Linked DNA regions of Mus musculus: all the other regions are linked to region 1. Evidence: chromatin contacts called from public Hi-C, HiChIP or PLAC-seq and promoter capture Hi-C data. All regions are on one chromosome and are shown on one strand. The core of a region is the stretch at or near the end of the contact, and the rest is flanking DNA. Distances in the headings are between cores, read along the strand shown.

Region 1 (2,700 bases), core at 41-2,540:
GAGGAGTCCAAGCCGCAGTGCCTTGTGGGAAAAACAAGCCAGGGCACCAAATCCTCCTTCGTGTAACCCCTGCCACAACATCTGCTCTAAGCCGATTCACGGAGAATTCCTCTGGGAATTCTGTCTAGAAAGGGTCCCAGGAGGTCCCGGAAAGACCAGGAACCTAGAAATCCAAAAAGCGGAATCTGGGTTTCAGGCTGCCGGTAAACCTAGATCTTGTGAGCGAGATATTCTCTTCTCTCTCTCTCTCTCTCTCTCTCTCTCTCTCTCTCTCTCTCTCTCTCTCTCTCTCTCTCTCTCTCTCTCTCTCTTCCCCCCGGAGACAGTCTTCCTAATAAAACTCTGCTTCCACAACAACAAAATCAACCAACAATAACAAAATCCACCAAGACTTGAGGCACAGTGATGCATACTTTTAATCATAGCAAACAGAAGGCAGAGACATGGGCCAGAGTTTGAAGCCAGTATGATCGACATTGAATTCTCATTATATGAGTGAGAATATATATATATATATATATATATATACATATACATACATACATATGGAATTCCATAAAATTTGATCCAACATAAATGTTCATGATTGGCCCAACATAAGTGCTTGGAACAGAACAGACGATGCTCTTAAGAACTGAACCATCTCTCTGTTTATTTTCCTTTATGGACACAGGTCGTTAGGTAACCATGGCTTCAAACTTGTTATGTAACCGAGGCGGGCATTAAAACTCTTGATTCTCCTGCTTCTGCCTCCTGAGTGCTGGGATTACAAACATGCAATGCTCAACCCAGGCTAATGCAGCACATTTAAATTTGTGGCTATCGAGTGGTAAGTAGACTAAATATTCCAGTAAAGATAGGGCGATCTTTGCCCTATCCAGTCGTTCCCAGTCCTAACAGCCTTGTCTCATTCCTTCAGGGAGCTTGGAACACCACACTGGAGAAGCTCTTAAGAGCCCTCATATATCCGACTGTCAATAGCAGGATGAGTTCTTTACCGAGAACGCGGTCTGTGATGTCTTCTGGGAAATGTAGTCCTGAGCTGGATCACTTGCTCGGGTTCTTGCCTCGCTTCTGTAGCTGGAGTAAAGATCCACCCCCACCACAGAGCCGAAACTGCTTAAGTTTCAGAGACTTCAAGCCTTGGATCCTTGGGAAATTCCCCCTTTAGAAAACTAATCGTCCGTTCTCTAGTTTCAACAGATCTCTACTTCCTCTCTCGCACACTGAAACTCTCCTGCAGACTCTAGAAGTAGCACCGCCTTCTGGGAAATGTAGTCCACTATAAATGCTCAGCCACATGGCGGAAGTGGCTGGAAAGAGGTTGTTCCGGATCATCTCAGTGCCCTACCCGACCTAACCCGGTACTGTCCTGGTCGGTATTCGCTGGTCGTCCGAGTTCGAAGCCGTGAGATCGCAGTTTATACTTTTGAAGTGAGTCTGCCCTTGGTTTTAAGTGCTTTGTGTAAATACAGTCCTTAAGGCCTGTATTTGTTGGTCGCTGGCTGCAGGCCGGCTCTAGGGGACCCACCCGGTTTCCGGGATGGCGCTAGAGGCTTAAAGAGGGACTAAGGCGGCGGGAGTGTGACTGCATGGGCGAAAAGGTTTTTGGAGGATGTGGATTGTACAGGAGGGTGAGAGAGAGAGAGTGCGCGAAGTCAGCAGAACGTGGGTAGTAGGTGGTTACCAGATCCTCTAGTCTTGCAACGCAAAGTCGGGGGCGGGAGGTGCGGGACACCATTTATGTCAAGTTTATTTGAAAATTTGGGGGGAGGGGGGAGAAAGCTAAATAGTAGAGACGGTAAGGATTTCTGTGTTCAAGATAGATCAGTTTACCAATCAGCATGACTTTTAACTGTAGTTAGGAGTTAGATATGGTGACCCACATCTATAATTTCAGCACTCGAGCTGCGGAAGCTGGAAGTCAGTGACTTTGAGGACAGCCGTGGGAACATAGTGAGTTCCAGGCTACCGGGACCCACATAGTGAAATCCTGTCTCAGAAACGGATGAGTGTATAGAAATTGTATTTGAAAAAACGTAATTACTGTGGGTTCCTACTTTTGTGTCACACCCTCCGAGTAGCCATTTAGCCTTGTTTAGGGAACTCTTAGAAAATCTTAGCCTCTGTTGACTACCACTAGAGAAGTCAGAATTTGAAGTTCATGATTCTGGGTGATCCACTTCAGGTTCTAAAAAGACAACTTCCTCAGCTCTAGGCTTTTCTGTCAAGAAGCAGACATAGTGAGCACACGGAGTCTCCGTTGTACCCCATCTTCACCCTGTCCAGTTTATAGTTACAAAACTAGTCCTCGGTGTGGTGGGTTTAGAAGGTGGGGGCTTTTTGAAGGTAATTAAATGGGAGTAGTGCCCTGGCTCCCTGGAGCTACCTGCCTTCTCTAGGTGAGAGTGCAGTCCAGAGACTCCATCTGGGGACCGGGGAAATCGGTTTTCACTAGACACCTAATTTGTCAGTGCCACCACAACAGAGAAATAAGTTTGTTATTTATAAGCTAGTCTCTGGTATTTTGTTATAGCAGCTTAAGTGGGCTAATGGACTTTAATACTGCACCTGGCCAGTTCCTGCAGAAATTATTTGAAGTTCCTGAAATGTACTTTGTTTTTTTGTTTACGGTTTCCAGAGAGATCAAGTTCCTTTTTTTTTTTTTGGCTTGGTATGGAGGAATCCACAGAAACGCCT
Region 2 (2,707 bases), core at 50-2,549, 390 kb before region 1:
GCTGGTCCAAGGCAGAGGTCAGAGCTGCTGTTCCTGTTTCATACCATCAGTGTCGGGCTAGCTGGCTGTGGAATACGTTCTGTGCAATTTAGTTTTTTTTTTTTAAATACTTACTTGATACTAATATACTTTGCAAATAATTATCAACAAAGATTTTTTAAAATCTGGAGCTAGTGTGGTGGCTCGTGCGTATAATCCAAAAACTCAGGAGGCTCAGGAATTCAAGGTCATCCTTAGCCGAATAGCATGCTGGAGGCCAACCTGGGATTTGTGAGACTGTTTCTCAAAAGAATAAGTAAAATAAATAAGTAGACTACAGATTACACAATACCCTATGCAACTCAAACACAGTACAATGCCTGTAGGCATTTGGTTGGCCTTTACAGTACCCTCCCGCATCCTGATAGGGAATGGTGTAACATTCACCCATCTGTTTGACAGGGGCTTCCTGGATGCTCCTCTCAGCTCTGTGGATACAGCGATTGTGGTCTTTCTACAACTGCTGACTGAGCACACATATGAACAGACACTGACAAAGACAGAGTGGTGGGCCAGGGCAGGATAGAGCTCCTGCTTTGGACAGTAGCGTCTGGGGGTGGGGGAGGAGGGTGGGGCTGAGGGAAGACACTGCAGACAGAAGGAACAGCATGTGGGACAGCCCAGGTGGAAAAGAACATGCAGGAGGAGGCAAGCCCAGGGTCAGAGCTCAGGCGACAGGGACATGCCACACATGGCCCTGGAGGTGTCTCACACTTCTCATCCATCACATTCTGGGAGAAGGAAGGCCTCTATACCTGGGGTCCCACAGGCTCAGGCTTCTAAGTGAGTTTGGCCAATGGGAGTCACTGGTAAGAGGAAAGATGCTGGTGGCCATTAAGAAATGGCAAAAGACAAGAACTAGAAGATGTGTGGCCATCAGGCCTCCTGATCCACTAGAGCTCAGCAGGAGCTTCCAGGACATGTGCAGTTATTAATTCAACTATTGTTTTTGTGGTGCCTGTAGTGGGGATCCCCAGGCCTCCAAGGTCCTCTGATGTGTTAGCTGGGCATGGTGGCACATGCCTGTAATTCTGCCACTTGTGAGGAGGTGAAAGAAGCAAGAGCCATCTTTGGACCCAGAGTTTGTGGCCAGCCTGGGCTACATGACCCATGAGTACATGTACACGCATGCACGGTGTGAGGGCGGGGCAGGCTGGCCTCTGTATTCTTCTTACAGCTGGGGGAGGCACTGAGAGTGGGTGACTTGGGATTGGCAAGGGTGTATCACTAACACTTTCTTTAAAAATCCAGAAAAGAGGAAATAGTGAAGCAAGGAAGGCAAAATGCTAACATCTGCTAAATCTGCTGGCGGGCACATGGGTGTCTGTTCCATTATTTTCTGCTCTTTTCAGAATGTTTAAAATATTGCACAATAAAAGTCTTTTAAAATTAAATTGTAAACCACCACCACCACCAAACCCAAAATGCCCATGAAGGGCTGTGTGTCAGGAAGAAGTCACCCTGGGGACCAAGCCTGAGTTTGTCGGGAGAGGTGGGAGGTGGGAGCAGGCTACTGGAGATACAAGGTAAGGGAGGAAGGCACAGAGATGGGGAGGAGCACTGAGTGCAGTGGCAGATCCCTATATTCCCTACATTTGGGTAACTGAAGCAGGAGGACCACATGTTTGAGGCCAGCCTGGGCTATATAGTTGAATTGCAGGCTAGCTTGTGCTAGATAGCAAAACTCTGTCTCAAAAAGCCAAGGGTGTGGCTAGGGCTATAGGTCAGAGGTACAGTACTTGCCTAGTATGAAAGAGGCCTGTGTCCAGGAGACAACATACACACACATGCACACCAAACAACCAACCCACTGTAGCCCCAAGCCCCAGAGAAATTCTGACACAGGGGTGCTTGGACATATTAAGCTGATCATGGTGGCTCAGGTTTATAATTCCAGTACATAGGAAGCTGAGGCAGGAGGATGACTATGGGTTTGAGGCCAGTCTGAGACCAGCATGGCTATGTGAAAGTGCTACAGAAACAATACAAAGCAAGCCCCAGAGATAAAACCCAACAATGGTTCAGTGGTGAAGTCTTGCCTGGCATGGACATGGCCTGCACTTGATCCCCCATCCTGTGCCACTCCCCTGCCAAAGTAAAAAGGACTGTGGAGGGAGGGGAGAAGGGCCACCTGGCTACCTGAACCTTCCTGCTGACCTCTGAGGCACAAGCAGGCTGCTTCCTCTTCTCTGGCACGTGCGAGCATCTGTCCTCTGTTACCTGGGCTACCTCTCAGATGCAGAGACAGTTCAGAGTCTAAGGTGCCAGCCAGCATCCTGCAACTGTGACAGTATGTTCCAGTAACAAGGGGGTGGCCTTGGGCCAGGGCAATGACTGATGGTGCTGGTCCCCGGCAGCCACTGGACAATGCGTCCCACACAGCAGCTCACATCAGTTGCATGCTGTTCAAACTATTAAAAACTGCCAGCTCCAGCAAGACCAAGGCTACCAGTGTACATGGGCAAGGGCCCTCACTCCCCCACTTCCACTGCAACCATTCCCTAGACAGCCTTCTGCTTGATTTGATGGCGACTGCAATGGGTGCAGACTCAAGGTGACTCAGTGCAGGCACTAGCAAACTGTCCCAAATGCCTGTCCTTGGAGGACAATGGGGAGCTGTCATCTATCTGGAACGCAAAGACCTCGGAGACTGCTGAGTGGAAGCCCC
Region 3 (2,700 bases), core at 105-2,604, 490 kb before region 1:
AGTACTTCCTGAGTTAAGTACCCTTCACCATCTTCTATCACTGTTCTTATCCCGCTGTCTTCTAGTCACCGCTAGTCATTTAATCTTTGGCGAGTACTCTGCACGTTAAGTGTTCGCTCCCACTGGAATCCAAGCTCTGCGAATTCAGGAACCTGTCTAGTCTTGAGTCAGCCACGACCACCATTCTTACAGACCCTCAGCGGGGACTCAATTAAGTTTGCTCAATCAATGAATTCTTTCAAAAGAGATCTTTTCAAAGCTGGCTAGTGGTTGTCTGAAGCAGTTAAAAGTTGTAACGACTCCTAAAGACGCAAACCCCAGCTGCTGGGTGCCAATACTACACTCGGAGAACAGACGTTCCTGCATTGGCAGGCACCTTGGCAAAGCTCCTCCCTTCTACCAACCGCTGCTTCTCTTCTTCCTCGGGAGATCATGGGGCTGTTGCCATATGTGATATCAACAGGTGTCCGAAGTGCGTTTTCCCTGTACCCAAAGCGGCCAACAGGTCTCCCGAACAAATTTCCACCTCTGAGGCTTGAATGCGCCCCCCACCCCCACCCCAAGTCCCCGTCCCCACCCCGGGCTTTCTTTGGCCAAGCAATTTCCGCTTCGTTGAGCTCCTCACCCACTTCCAGTGCCACGCCTTCCTGGGTCAATACACCTCATCTCCCTCCCTTCCTCCTTCCTTCTGGAAGGGACACTTTGCTAACCCTTACGCCCCCGCGCTCGCGAGGCTCCTACCCTTCCTAGCCCGCCACCTGCAGGTCTGGCTCCACCGCCCATCCTCCCCAACCCCAAGGAGCCTGCGATCACTCTGCGCACCGAGTACCCCCACTTTCGCTGCGGCCTCCTCTATCCCCTGCTCCCGGATCCCCCGCCTGGCCCTCACCGTGGACGTCTAGTTCTCGGCTGGCCACCTGGGCCCCGGAGAGGAGCAGCGAAGCTACCAAGGCGAGGAGCGCCCGGCCCCGCCGCAGCTCACAAAGCTGCGCCATGACCTGCTGCCAGCGCCGCGCGCCAGGCCTCGAGCCGCCGGCCGTTGGGGTGTGGGGGTGGGGTCTCGCGAGCAGGTGCGGGAAAGCCCACGGCCGCGCACGCGCACTGCAGGTCCGCGGGCTCAGGTGCGGCTTCGCCCCGGAGTAGGACTTCGAGGCGCCCGGGTCCCCGGAAGCCCTTTTTTCTGGCTTTTGGCGCGTGCGACGCCTTAGTTGCCTCCCAACACGGTCCCTGGACTCGCGCGGCAACACTCTGCGACTCTTCCCCAGACTGTGAAAGCCTCCACCCGTCCGAGGAGTACTACGGCGAATGGCGGACGCAGGGACACAAGAGAAGGTGGCACCCAGGCTGGGGGTGGGGCGCACCTGGCGGGGCGGGGCAGATGCGGCGCAAGCGCGGAGGGCCCCGCACCTGGCTCTGCGGCCTGCACCTGGCACCGCCCCCGGCTCCTGGGAGGAGGCGTGGTTGGCATTGACCCCGCCCCAGCCGGACCTTGCGGGAGGCGTGGGTCTGTTGGCCACGACGTCCTTGCGCCTTCGTGCTTGCGCTGTGACTATGGCGAGAGAAACTTTTCGGAAACCTGTGGCTGTCTGCCCGCTCTGCTTTAGCGTTCCTTTAGGTGTGAGAGATATATCCTGCCTAAATTCCTCGTTCTCTGTGCCATAAACAAATGTCCCGGATTGAGCAGTGGCCAGGCCAGCTTGGCCTGTGTGTCGTCAAACAGGATCAGCCCGTAGTAGTGATGCGGAAGCAGAGGGAAGAGTGATCAGGAATGTGATGGTGAAATCCTACAGTTGAGTGAGCAGGGGTTGGGACAGTGAAAATCAGGGCATGATCAGAGCCCAGTTTCCTATTCAGTGCGACTGCCAGTTAGGCAGGGCACTGTCTGGAAAGAGGTGACAAGTCCTTAAAACTGCAGGTTTCTCTGGACCCCGTACAGGAAGACAAATACAAATATATAGAGGTGTTAGGGTGACGATCAGAAGCTTGCAAAGGATGAACAGACCTGAAAGGGGGAGGGACACGGGGACTGGACTAGGTACAACACCCAAAGGAGACTTACAAACCACTACCACAGAACCAGGGTGGGCTTCTGGAAAGAAGCTCCATTTAAACTGGATGAATGGAGGAGGGCTGACAGAGGAAGTAGAAGGCCGTTAGCAGAAGAATTAATGATCTCGTTATCATTGAAAATACTGCTCTTGGGCTGGCAAAGTGGCTAAGTAAATACAACTGCCACCAAACCTGATGACCAGATTCGCACCTGCTCGCAAGGTCACCCCCCACCACCACCCCCCAACGGCTGGAGGCCTGGCGTGCCCGGGTGCTCCACGCCTTGTTAGCTTCGCTGCTTCTCTCCGGGGCCCAGGCGGCCAGGAGATTCCTGGTGCAAACACGGTGGAAGAAGAGAACTGGCTTCCTGAAGTTCTCTGACCTCCACACTGTAGCCATGGCACCTGCCAGACCACACGAACACAGACACACACACACAGACACACACACACACACAGACACACACACACACACACACACACACACAAATAAATGTGTTTAAGAAAAATAAAATAGGGCTGGAGAGATGGCTCAGCGGTTAAGAGCACTGACTGCTCTTCTGAAGGTCCTGAGTTCAAATCCCAGCAACCACATGGTGGCTCACAACCATCTATAATAAGATCTGTCACCCTCTTCTGGTGTCTAAAGACA
Region 4 (2,700 bases), core at 68-2,567, 350 kb after region 1:
TTTGTTTGTTTTTGGTTTTTTGAGACAGGGTTTCTCTGTGTAGCCTTGGCTGTCCTGGAACTCACTCTGTAGACCAGGCTGGCCTCGAACTCAGAAATCCACCTGCCTCTGCCTCCCAAGTGTTGGGATTAAAGGCATGTGCCACCACTGGCCAGCCTTAGCAATTTTTTTTTTCCTAAAGTATTGGGAAAGAAATCTATTTTGAACAACGTGAGGAAATGGGTTGAAAAATTGACAGAGTCCTGCACTAAGAACAGAGCGAATCAGCTACAAAGTCTAGTACATTTTAAAAATCGCATTTCATCAATACAATAACCTTTTTGATAGTAGGGTTTTCCTTCACAAGAAAATCATACAATTGAGATTAAGTAGCACTTTCAGATGGAACAGTATTTGGTCCAAAATAGAATCAATCGGTGTGGCTTCGTCTATGGAATAACTGATTAATGCATCATATTGGATATAAATCCTTGGAAAATTATTAATGACACATAACTTCTAAAACAATCTTTGGAATCCTATCCTTAGAACTTCAATATCCTATCTTCGCTTGCACTTCAATCTGGGGGGGGGGGGGACGACGACGACGACTCCCATTGTGAGATCTCCATACAAGGCTGTGTGGTTTTTAAACCTGAATCGTCGTTCTAGGTTTCAAATACCAACTTTCTCCTTAATAGCCAAGTCACTCCACGCTGTGTAGTCTGGCAATGTCACCGGTGAGGCGACAGAGGCAGTGACAGAAACCTCAGCACACATTCCAAGAAATCATGGAACTTTTCATTGCCATCCCTTTACCCTCACCTCCCTGTCGGAGGAAGAGAAACCTTATGCGTTCTCTGAATTACCCTTGGGAAAGACATTGCGTACAGACTGAACAAGAATGCAACAGAGGCCACCCCTCGCGCTTTTCGACAGTTACAAGACATAATTCTCAGCCTAGGGTGGTCAAAATGAAATTCTACCAAACTCAGAAGTCAAAGGGGGTGGGGGCTGCGTCGGTCCCAATAGGATCAAAGCACAGTGCTGTCACAAGATCAATTGGTCACAGTATGGGATCGCAAACCGCTCGGTCCGCGTTCAATCACCCAAACCTAATCAGAATCAGTCTCAGAGCTCCCCTGTGGGCACACCCCACACTGACGCAGCCATGCACTCCCGCGCGCGGCCACAGACCGTAGCAGGCAGCTGACTCCCACCCGCCCCAGCCAAGGGGACGCTGGTGCAAGCGCGGGGCGAGGGAGAGGCGCGCGCGGCAACTAACGGGCCGCCCCGGAGGCTCCTGGGAGAGCGAGCCCCCGGCGTGAGTGCGCAGGCGTAGACGGCTGAGCGGAGGCGGGGCGGTTCGAGACGTTGGGAGAGGCTGAGGACCGCAGTGGATGCTCCGGATCTGGAGGGCGACCGAGAGATCGAATCCAGATGGGAAGACCGGGGAGGAAACCGAGAGGCCGAGCCAGGCCTGGTAATTTTGGGGAGGAAGAAGGTTAAGGAAGCGGGACCGGGACACTCAACGGCTGCACAGGGCCTCGGGTGTGGCCCGTGGGCGTGACACCGAGGATGACTGCCGGTGACCCGAAGGGGTAGTTTTCGTGTTAAACTCGAGGACACTCTGTCGCTGGGAACAGGTCCCTGGGCATCACGAGCGTTGCGTGTGAGGATGTGGGGAGCATGTTGTGGTTTGGCTCCCTCAGCTCATCCTGATTATTTGGGGGCGGGAGGGAGAGCCATAAAGTGATCGCGATCTTCTTGGATGTGAAAGCTGGATGGCGGGATTTTGCTTAGGGTTATAGCGGCCTGCGTCTATTTTTAGATTGGGTATGACTCCTGTAGGAGATTGGAGAATTGAAAGTGATTTGTGAACGTGATTGTGAGTGATTTTGCCTGGAATTCTATCATGTTCTGTCCTCGTGAATGACATGTGAAGCAGTAGGTTGATTTTTCTGAAGGATGTTTGAAAGGTTATCACTAAGCACACGTGTGTGTTCTTCTGTAATTTCTCATAATTTTGTGTGTGTATTTTTTTGGGGGGGGATTTTTTTCCCCCGAGACAGGCTGTCCTGGAAATCGCTTTGCAGACCAGGCTGGTCTCAAACTCAGAGATTCACCTGTCTCTGCCCTCTGCCCTCTGCCCCCTGCCCCCTGCCCTCTGCCCTCTCCCCCCGCCCCCCCCCGCCCCCTCGCCCCCCCGCCCCCCGCCCCCCCGCTGTGATTTAAAGGCATGTGCCTCCACCACCTGGCTTGTAGTACCGTTAATATTTAAATGGTTGAGGTATGCTGTGCGATCACGTATGTGTAATTTTTTTTTTAGACAGGTTCATTATCTATACCAAGTTGCCTCTGAACTCTCTCGTAGCACAGGGTGGCCTAAAACTTGGCAGTGATTCCCCCTACTTTAACCTCCCAACTGCTGGGATTCCGTGTGGTGTGTGCACCACCAAGCCTGGAAGTTATGTACTATTTGATTATCAGATTAGTACCAGCAAGCCTGCTTGAGAAAAATTTGAAGTAGTAACTTAGCAAATATAAAGATACTAATGTTGGAATGGAATAGGTAAGATTTTCATAATTCCCCGTGGTGAGGCCAATAACCTGGGATCAGGATGGTAAATAGGAAGTTTTGAGATGAAAGGTGTTGCATGGGAGCCTGCAGGAAGAGTAGCACTTTCCACACATAAATACCACGTTCTGCACATCTGTGGA
Region 5 (2,759 bases), core at 136-2,635, 460 kb before region 1:
TTCCTGGGCAGGACGTAAATCAGACACCCTGCAGTGCCGGGGGACGCCTGAGATGGGTGGGTGGGTGGGTGGATGGGGACATTTGTGGAAGGGAGCTATAGCAGTCTAGAGGTGTATTGTGTGTGTGAAGTGCGGGAAACCTTGAGACTTATGATGGGTGGACCGCCCCCTGCTGGACAAGAATTTTTTTTGTATTAACACTTGATATGCTAATTTATGCTGCCACTCTAATCAGAATGCTAAGTTATTCCCCAGAGGTGGGGCTGAGTGTGAGTCGTGTGTGTGTGTGTGTGTGTGTGTGTGTGTGTGTGTGATATTCAGTAGGTCAGCTCATTCTCTGGGGATCTCTTAGGGTAGAGTGTGGGAGAGAAAAGGAGGCAAGGAGGATCCTGTAGGGACGTGTGCAGGCACACGAATTCTATATCCAGACAGCAGCCAGGGGCTGAGAACAGGTAAGGTTTCCTCCCAGGATCTCAAAGCCCTTCTCTAGAAAATGAGGATAGTCCGGTTTAACCTGGAGAGAGCTGTGTTAAGCACATAGTGAGTGTTAAGTATTCACTCAACAAATATTTGTTGAACACCTGCTAAGGCAGGCTATTTATTCTTCCTAATAACAGTGCAACCACTTTATGCCTTGGTACATATCAGATCCTCTTTGTAGATATCTTCTCGGTGGAATAAATGAATTTATAGGTATCTGCCAGGTACTAATTCCAGCACTTGCCTGGTATGGCGTCACACACTAATTTCAGCACTTGGAGAGACAGGAAAAATGGCCAGTTTGGGCTGAACAGCAAGATGCTGTCCCTAAAACAGTCACTTACCCTGTTGCTATTGTAATCTTCAGTCCGTTGAGACAGGCCCAGAACGCTTAGCTTAAGTCATGCGCACCAAGTCCCACAAGCGAGGATTTGAGGCCAGGAAGAAGGAAGGCAGTTCTGTAGTCCTTCGTAGGAGTGGACTGGGGTGGCCGCGAGAGTCATCTCTCAGTCACGATGGGTTCTCTACAGCTTGGAGTGCTAGGTGGCGTTTGGCGTGCTGGTGACACAGCTGGGTGGGCACCTGCGAGGTCCCCGCGCGCCTGTGGCCGGTTGTGCGTGAAGGTGGGGTGAATGGAAGTCTGCGAGTGTAGTGTGACTATGTGTAAGCTGCCATGTGCGCGTGTGTGCGTGCATGCGTCTGTGCACGTGGGGCTGGAAGTGCGTGTGAGTGAGCGTGTGTGAACGACTGCGAGATCCTCCATCCCTCCCCCACCCCACCCCCTGGGTCGGAGGACCCGCTAGGGACTACCACTCCCGGCATGGCCTGGGCGGCCCGCCCTGCCATCCTGATTGGCTGAGATCCTCGTGCTCCCGCCCCCTGGGAATGAATGGATGGGCGGCCTCAGCGCCCGCCCGACCGCTGGGAGGACCGACCCGGCAGGGACCTGCTGGGGGCAGGACCCGGGGAGCAAGATGGCCACGGTCATCCCCAGCCCCCTGAGGTGGTGCGGGTGGGCGCGAGGCGGGGGAGTCGGCGCGGGCGGGTCTGTGCGGCCGCGCGCGCGCGTGTGTATGTGTGTGGCCGCTGGGGGTGGGGCTGGTGGGGTGTCAGGGGGCTGTCACCGCGTGCGGGGGTGCGAGTGTATGTGACTGAGGGTGTTTAGCAAGAATGATGTCCGACGCGTTGCTCCAGGACTGGGAGAGGGCGTGGGGGAGGGGTCTCCAAGGATTTTTAGGGGAAAGGGGTCATGTCCCCTCCCAGGGATGCCAGGGTTTGAGAGAGGGTACATGGTCTAGGGAAGCTGGGGCCTGGGTACACTCGAATCCACGCTACCTTTGTCTTGGGGTGTGGAGTGTGTTGAGCGACTTATACATTGCTTTTTGCTTTGTAGCTGAATGTGTGGGTATGTATAGGGTTTCTTTTATTCTGCACTACCTATCTGAGTATTTGGGTCTCGAAGTGTGTGCACATGTCTGGCGAATCTGCACCATTTATGTTCTGTGTCTTTGGATATGGACGTGTGAGGATAGGTCTAAATTTTTGTGTGAACATGAGCAGACCTGACTGCCCCTCTGTTTCCAAGGCGTGTACCTGTGTATTTGGGGATGCATTTTAAATTTGGGGTTTCTGTGTATGTGTACCCTTGAAAATCTCAGTGATGTCTTTGTATTGTGTGTTTGGCTGGAGTGTCTTTGGATGGATATGTAAGCGCATATGTAAATGTTTATAGGGTCCCTATCTTTTGACATTGTGTGACTGTTGGGATGAGTGTTGTGTGGTGTGTTTCCATGTTGTGGGTCTTTGTGGATAAGCTGTCTCTGGAACCATCTGGGTCTCTGGATACATGACATTCATAGGTAGTTCTATGGCTTTTTTTGATTTGGATTATTTGTGTTCTGCAAGAGATGTGTGTCTGTGTGACAGAGAGAATTTGTTTGCTACTCCTTTGTGAAGATTGGGATACGTTTCTCTTTGTGTGTGAATCCCGTGTGGCCATGTGCGATTTGTTTGTATTGGGTGTTTGGCTACGTTCATGTGTGGATGGGTCCCGGTATGTTTTGGTTTGTTTTTATATTGTCTGTGAACACTTCTTAACCCGAGACATAATCAAGTTTTAGGTAGCTGCTTCCCTGCCAGCACCCTGCCCCGCCCCCGGATCCAGAGGGGTGGGAGAAGATGGGGGAGGTGAAGGTGGACCTGGCCGGCTTGCCCTTTGCGGAGCAGTGGGAACGGGCAGCCGCGGGAGGGTGCTGGGCCTCCCTGCACTAGCCCTTGCT
Region 6 (2,852 bases), core at 63-2,562, 370 kb before region 1:
TTCAGAGTCCTAGAATTTTGGTTACTTTAAAAAGCACAGAAATATAGGAATGTGCTTCAGTTTTAATCCCAGGTATAGGGATGTGGGGCTGCTTCAGACTGTCCGCAGCAGTGACTGTGATTTGCCTCCTGCTCTAGAAGAGGCATGGTTTTGCCAGCAGCAGATAGTTTCTGCGACTGTGTGATGTTTGGAATTTTGGGGACTTTTCAGAGGGTATATAAGTGATAGGGCCCCTATAGGTGGGGGGTGGGGTGGTAGCTATGGCTTGTCAGTAGTCATGCTCAAAGAGGAAACAAAGGGAAAGAAATTAGGTTTCTAGGCATCTCCTGACTCTCCCCTCTCTTCCCTGCTCTATCTAGTGATAGGGGGTGAAACCAGCCGGATAAAGGGTGAGAAAAAGAACCCAAAGTAGCAAAAGACCAGCTACACCCATGGAACTGTCAATTTCAGTGCGAGGGTGGTGGCTCTAGCCTGAGGTGGATTGTGTCCTAGATCTCACTGCCTATCTTTCTCACCCTCTATCACCCCTGCCCGTGCCTGGCCCAGGGTGTGGGTGTGGGATCTAGGAAGAACCAGTCAGGGATCCTGGAGAGGTGACTCATCCTTCTGTATGGAAAGCTATCAGGACCTGGAAGGCCTGCACTGAAGACAGCTTGCTGGTGACAGGAGAGAAGGGAGGCAGAGCCAACCAGGCTGAGCAGACGTTCAGGTTGTGCTGTCAATCTGTACCCGTAGCAGGTTCCATCCCTGACCTATAGTGACAGAGACCAGTGAATCTCTGTGACTTTAAAGCGGCTTTCAAGTCAGAAACACATTCTGTTGCAAGTCACTTGTGTGGCTGCGGAGGGTCAGCAACATGCCTTCCTCCCCTGTTGCTGGAGCTAAGCTTTACTCCAAGTACTGCCGGGCAGGACAGTGGGGTTCCTAGCTGGGAACAGAGCAGGCTGGCTGGTAGAGGTGGACGCTGCTTAGCAGGGCGGGGCCTGTTGCCATGCCCCAGGTCTGCCTGGACCGAGGCTTGACGTCTTCCTCAATACCTGAGTCCTGAAATGACATAACACCTGAGTCTTGAAAATAGATTTGGTGATCCTGAGTTTGCACCTGCTAGGCTCAGATCCCGGCCTGGCTTATTTGCCACAACTTAACGTGATTTCTGAGTATCGGTTTTCCCCTCTGTAAAATGGACAGACTCACAGAATCTCAGTACACCACCCCTTATGAGACGTGGCAAGCAAGTTTGGCCTAGAACCTGGTAGAACCAGATACGGAAGCGGGAAGAAGCGGGAAGGGTTGACGGCTCCTGTTTACCCAGCGGGCATCCTGGCATCGGGCCATACCTCACGAGTCCGGAAGATGATTCTGTACTGGTACTGAGGTCCGTGGTCCTTATGGTCCTCCAGCTTCTCCCGCTTGATGCTCACGGCCACGGGCCCCAGCTTTTCATCCACGCCAAAGTAATTGGCATGCTCTGAAAAGGGAGAGCAGGGAGGCACAGTCAGATGTCAGGAAGGAGAGGGCACAGCCCATGGCAGCCTGTCCACGGTGTTAGGGGAGGGGGATAAGGCAGTCTCACACAAAACCCACCAATCAAAGGTCAACAGAGAAACCCTGAAGTTTGGTCAAAGCCGGGCTTTCTGCACCAGGAAAGCCACAGGCCCTTTCTGAGCCTCAGTATTCCCATCTGAGGGACAGGGACTCAGAGGCTGCCCACAATTCAGAACTGTTGTGTGAGAGCGAGACCACAGTGATGAAAAGCTTGGCATAGTACACAGTGGGTCACTGGCCCAGGGCCACTGAGATTAATCCTGGCTCTGTTAACGGCTTGCCTGGTTTAGCTCCCATTAGCTGTTGTGGAGCAGTTAAGCTCTGAGCCTAGGGAGTCTCCTGCCAACACAAATTCTGGGTTGAGATTAGATATATGGCCCCAGCTAGGTCACATGATGAGATTCTTAGCAGTCAAATGTGCTTAACTCAGCAATGTGTGGATTAACTGAGTTATTTAGCACAGCACCAGGCTGGCACACAGCGAGCATGTGGCTTAAAAGCTGGCCATTAGGAGCTAAGGACCTCAGAAGTGTTCAGAGCCCTGACACAGATCCCTAAGTCATGCCTGTATCTGACCACACTTCTACAGACCCAAATAATGGAGATGCTTAGGGTAACAGTCATAAATAAGCCACTGCTCTCCCTTTAAATAAGATTTCTGCTCTCCCCTTTTTTCCTAGACAAGCCACTGAGAATTCTACCAGGAAACAGTTCTTTCTGATATCCGACCCTACTGTTTTGTTGGTGGTGGTGTTGTTAACATTGTGACAGCACCCTGCCGGCAGCCTGCAAGATTCTGGTTCAATGTCTTCATGTTGCTATCGTCAATGATTCAAAACCACAGTAGGTATCTCCTTCTTGTCCTCACCTTGGCATTATGTATATCTAACTGACAGTCCTTGTTTTCAGATGCTCCTGTGAGAATCTGAGGCTAACCCAAAATAATGGGTGCAAACTAATGAGAACAGCCCTGTACACGGCACTCCACAGGTGGAAGTTTACTCAAGACGCTGCCAAGCTGCTGTTAGTTTTTCTACCTACATACAACGCCCAGTATCTCAGAAATCCCAGTAGATGATCAGTGCTCAATAACTATTAAACTGATCATGAGCCCCTGAGGCTACAGAGAAGTCAACTTAGAACGGTTACTTTAAAAAATCTGGGGAATAGACAAGGCCATACTATATTATTCTGTGTTGCCTTTGAAGGGGCTTATGTTGTAGACTAACCTGACCTCACACTAGAAACCCTCCTGCCTCAGCCTTAATACTGGGATTCACCTGTGCATCACCATGCCTGGCAGGATA
Region 7 (2,975 bases), core at 110-2,609, 450 kb after region 1:
AAACAAACAACAAACAAATAAAGCTAAGTAAACACATAAATAAGAGGATCGCCAGTCTGATGCTGGGAGTGTGGCGCTGTGGTGACTGCATGACCAGAATCCATCATGAGAGGATAGGGCGGTGGCTCAGTGGGTGACGGTGAGCTTCATGTACGTGAGGGCCTGCATTGCACCCCCAGCAGTGCCGTTCTCACGCACGAAGTATCTTTTCCATTGTCAGTTTACCACTTGATAACTGGGAGCCTTTGTTTATTTTTATTCATCTTTAGATTTTTTTCTTTTTTTTTGAGATTAATGTATGTTAATAGTTTTGCTTCATTTATGTCTGTGTAGCAAGCTCATGCAGGTAACACCCACCGATACTAGAAGAGGGTGCTAGAGCCCTAGGAACTGGAGTTACAAATGTGTGTGTGTGCACTGGGAATCGAACCTATGTCCTTCAGAAGTATAGTCAGTGCGCTTAATCTCTTAACCACTGAACCATCTCCACAGCTCTAATGGGAGGCTTTTGAAAGTCCTGGAAAGTTTGTGCTGATGTTTGGTAGATCTTGTGTGCAGTGGCTGTGACTTACCTGGAGCCCATACTGTGATTTTGAGTGGTCAGTGCACCAATGGGCAAAACGTGGTCCTCTTCTTCATCGTATGCACGTGCACTCTGAGGTCGGTCAGGCCCTCGGTGCTCCCAGATGAGTTCTCTTGCTGAATGGAGGTTGGCATGTGTTACAGTCTGGACCCTAAGTGTCCCCCCAAAGGCTCACAGTTTGTCTGTGTTGTTATGACAGACGGTGTGTACTGGCTGGTTTTGTGTGTTAACTTGACACAGGCTGGAGTTATCACAGAGAAAGGAGCTTCAGTTGAGGAAATGCCTCCATGAGATCCAACTGTAAGGCATTTTCTCAATTAGTGATCAAGGGGGAAAGGCCCCTTGTGGGTGGTGCCATCCCTGGGCTGGTAGTCTTGGTTCTATAAGAGAGCAGGCTGAGCAAGCCAGGGGAAGCAAGCCAGTAAAGAACATCCCTCCGTGGCTTCTGCATCAGCTCCTGCTTCCTGACCTGCTTGAGTTCCAGTCCTGACTTCCTTTGGTGATCAACAGCAACATGGAAGTGTAAACTGAATAAACCCTTTCCTCCCCAACTTGCTTCTTGGTGCAGGAATCGAAACCCTGACTAAGACACAGTGGAACCTCTAACTGGAAACTAGATGAAGGACAAGAGGGTGTGATGGTGCATGCTTGCAGGGGATGATAGGATCCTAGCCTGTTTCTCGGCTTCCCGGGCTACTGTGAGAGGTGCAGCGTTGCCACAGGCCCTTTGGTGCGGTATTGTATCACCACAGGCTGAGATAGTAAGAGTAAGAAGGTCACATAATCACAGGTGGAAATCCCTGCGACCGTGAGCCTTTCCACTTCTGCCCTACTTGTGATGTGTCAGGTCTAGGACCTCATGACCGCTCAGCAGCTCTGCCTCACTGAGCTGCGCCCAGCCTCCTTCCCTCTGTGCGTGTCTCAGGTAGGGCTGAGGGTTAAAGTGCTTGCCGAGTGGAATTTGCATGCCCACTGAACATCAGGAAGGAGAGAGGTCTCCAGGGCAAGCTTCCCAGCAACACTAGGCAGATCAGTGAGCTCTGGATTTGATTGAGACGCCTGCCTGCATGACGGAGCTGGGGTGGGGGTGGGGTGGGGGTGGGGAAGTAACAGAGCAATTCCTAACGTTAACTTCAGATCTCCACAAGCATGCCTATATACACAGATACACACATACCCATGCGTGTTCACACATGCAAATATGCCAACATACATGAACACACACCAACACACACAAAGGAAAAAATTAACTCAGGTATTTGTCACAATAGAAAGCTGACAAATAAGCTGGTGGGAAAGTTGGGGCAATCCTCTCGCTTGTTGGGTTGAGGGCAGCGGGCAGTGGGCAGCAGGCAGCGGGCTGGGGTGGGAGCGGCAGCATGTTCTATGGATGTATTTCTTGTAATGTTTGATGGCACTCAGTATGTGCAAATCTGCGGGCAGTTTCTGCATGCGGTGTCTCCTGACTGTGTTTGGGGTTGGTGAGTTTCCACGGGTTGAGTGTCCTATCACAGTGAGCCCATCTACTTTGTGGTTAACACCAGCTGTGTGCCCAAGCTCCCCGGCACTTTCCTCCGTTCCTGTAACTTACTGTAGCTGCTCTCAATGTTACTGCTTCCTCCTCCTCCTTCAGAAGTTATAATTAAGCAATTACAACAATTACACCACTTTCCAAAGAGTCGTTCTACCAAGAATCCCTTCACAGAGCTAACGAGGATTATTATTTAACGGGCAGGTCCATGCCCCCGTGACTCACAGTCCGCAGAACACACGGGCTGCGCAGGCATCACACACCCTAGGACACAATGTTCTCGGCCAGGCTATACAATGGTACGTATCTGCTCCAGTGGATACTTTATTTACTTATTTTTCTCTGCTTGGGATGGAACCACATGTTAGGCGAATACTCTTACAACTAAGCAATATTCCAAGCGCTCCTTTACTTTAGTAAGAGAGAGGAATGAGGGCAGGCTGGTGCCACCAGATCTTGTTGGAGGTTGGGTGGGTAGGTTTCGGGGGTTCTCTTGGCTGAAGGATGCTTGTTATTTATTGTAAAGGGGTTAGTTACAATGGTCTTGATCGGGGGTTACACTCAGGGGTTACACTCTTTCCTTTCCTCTATCCTTTTTTTCTTTTATAGGAAGAAAAAGGGGGAGTATAGGGATATTGTATGAATAATAGAGATATGGGTAGATTACTGAATCTATTCTTTTTTTTTTAATTTTATGTACATGAGTACACTGTAGCTGTCTTCAGACACACAGAAGAGGGCATCGGATCCCATTACAGATGGTTGTAAGTCACCATGTGGTTGCTGGGATTTGAACTCAGGAGCTCTGGAAGAGCAGCCAGTGCTCTTAACTGCTGAGCCATCTCTCCAGCCTGAATCTAT

The links. Promoter capture Hi-C pulls out the DNA fragments that hold promoters and counts their contacts. Hi-C and Micro-C count contacts between places; a contact is called where the count stands out from the background. HiChIP or PLAC-seq counts read pairs in DNA pulled down with a chosen protein or histone mark. Capture Hi-C pulls out chosen DNA fragments and counts their contacts.
Region 2: a contact with region 1 is called in an H3K4me3 HiChIP or PLAC-seq map of bone marrow-derived macrophages, with 3 times the contacts expected there. The contact joins the enhancer-like site here to the promoter of Zfp84 in region 1. A contact is called at or near these places in 4 of 484 Hi-C or Micro-C datasets (cortical neurons, myocytes and reprogramming fibroblasts), 3 of 115 datasets of contacts at active chromatin or transcription factors (astrocytes, bone marrow-derived macrophages and embryonic stem cells) and 1 of 9 other capture datasets (adipose tissue).
Region 3: a promoter capture Hi-C map of second pharyngeal arch cranial neural crest shows a contact between it and region 1. The contact joins the promoter of Spint2 here to the promoter of Zfp84 in region 1. A contact is called at or near these places in 9 of 39 promoter capture datasets (the HPC-7 cell line, cranial neural crest, embryonic stem cells and 5 more) and 1 of 115 datasets of contacts at active chromatin or transcription factors (embryonic stem cells).
Region 4: a contact with region 1 is called in a promoter capture Hi-C map of liver, with 2.9 times the contacts expected there. The contact joins the promoter of Zfp382 here to the promoter of Zfp84 in region 1. A contact is called at or near these places in 1 of 39 promoter capture datasets (liver), 1 of 484 Hi-C or Micro-C datasets (CD4 T cells), 2 of 115 datasets of contacts at active chromatin or transcription factors (bone marrow-derived macrophages and embryonic stem cells) and 1 of 9 other capture datasets (pancreatic islet).
Region 5: a contact with region 1 is called in a promoter capture Hi-C map of pancreatic islet. The contact joins the promoter of Dpf1 here to the promoter of Zfp84 in region 1. A contact is called at or near these places in 4 of 39 promoter capture datasets (embryonic stem cells, hippocampal neurons, liver and 1 more), 3 of 484 Hi-C or Micro-C datasets (cerebral cortex, stem cell-derived neurons and uterus), 3 of 115 datasets of contacts at active chromatin or transcription factors (embryonic stem cells and pancreatic cancer cells) and 2 of 9 other capture datasets (liver and pancreatic islet).
Region 6: an HNF4G HiChIP or PLAC-seq map of pancreatic cancer cells shows a contact between it and region 1. The contact joins the enhancer-like site here to the promoter of Zfp84 in region 1. A contact is called at or near these places in 3 of 39 promoter capture datasets (the 3T3-L1 cell line, the C10 cell line and liver), 1 of 484 Hi-C or Micro-C datasets (cortical neurons) and 3 of 115 datasets of contacts at active chromatin or transcription factors (astrocytes, bone marrow-derived macrophages and pancreatic cancer cells).
Region 7: a Hi-C map of muscle stem cells shows a contact between it and region 1, with 4 times the contacts expected there. The contact joins the enhancer-like site here to the promoter of Zfp84 in region 1. A contact is called at or near these places in 5 of 39 promoter capture datasets (the 3T3-L1 cell line, hippocampal neurons, liver and 1 more), 3 of 484 Hi-C or Micro-C datasets (CD4 T cells, erythroblasts and muscle stem cells) and 3 of 115 datasets of contacts at active chromatin or transcription factors (the 230-238 cell line and large pre-B cells).

The regions. Positions count from the first base shown.
Region 1 is chr7:29,767,262-29,769,961 of GRCm38.p6, forward strand. It overlaps Zfp84 (zinc finger protein 84), which reads left to right and starts at 1,291. Exons shown (of 5, transcript NM_023750.2): 1 at 1,291-1,434. Gm38983 (a long non-coding RNA gene) reads right to left here and starts at 992. Exons shown (of 2, transcript XR_881933.3): 1 at 1-992.
Region 2 is chr7:29,379,287-29,381,993 of GRCm38.p6, forward strand. All of the region lies in intron 9 of Sipa1l3 (signal-induced proliferation-associated 1 like 3), which reads right to left. Among named protein-coding and RNA genes, the nearest start is that of Dpf1, 73 kb to the left of the region's middle. Within about 2 kb of position 1,300, at least 10 of the 459 cell types and tissues checked have an H3K27ac peak or open chromatin away from gene starts, as enhancers often do. A contact at or near this core is called in bone marrow-derived macrophages, where this site is marked.
Region 3 is chr7:29,280,623-29,283,322 of GRCm38.p6, forward strand. It overlaps Spint2 (serine protease inhibitor, Kunitz type 2), which reads right to left and starts at 1,355. Exons shown (of 7, transcript NM_011464.2): 1 at 890-1,355. The coding sequence starts at 995.
Region 4 is chr7:30,120,615-30,123,314 of GRCm38.p6, forward strand. Zfp382 (zinc finger protein 382) reads left to right here and starts at 1,318. Exons shown (of 5, transcript NM_001081007.2): 1 at 1,318-1,462. The coding sequence starts at 1,420.
Region 5 is chr7:29,306,616-29,309,374 of GRCm38.p6, forward strand. It overlaps Dpf1 (D4, zinc and double PHD fingers family 1), which reads left to right and starts at 1,386. Exons shown (of 12, transcript NM_001368371.1): 1 at 1,386-1,483. The coding sequence starts at 1,455.
Region 6 is chr7:29,395,814-29,398,665 of GRCm38.p6, forward strand. Sipa1l3 (signal-induced proliferation-associated 1 like 3) reads right to left here. Exons shown (of 23, transcript NM_001081028.1): 5 at 1,338-1,468. Among named protein-coding and RNA genes, the nearest start is that of Dpf1, 89 kb to the left of the region's middle. Within about 2 kb of position 1,313, at least 27 of the 459 cell types and tissues checked have an H3K27ac peak or open chromatin away from gene starts, as enhancers often do. A contact at or near this core is called in pancreatic cancer cells, where this site is marked.
Region 7 is chr7:30,217,857-30,220,831 of GRCm38.p6, forward strand. No RefSeq gene overlaps it. Among named protein-coding and RNA genes, the nearest start is that of Polr2i, 13 kb to the right of the region's middle. Within about 2 kb of position 1,360, at least 185 of the 459 cell types and tissues checked have an H3K27ac peak or open chromatin away from gene starts, as enhancers often do. A contact at or near this core is called in hippocampal neurons, liver and muscle stem cells, where this site is marked.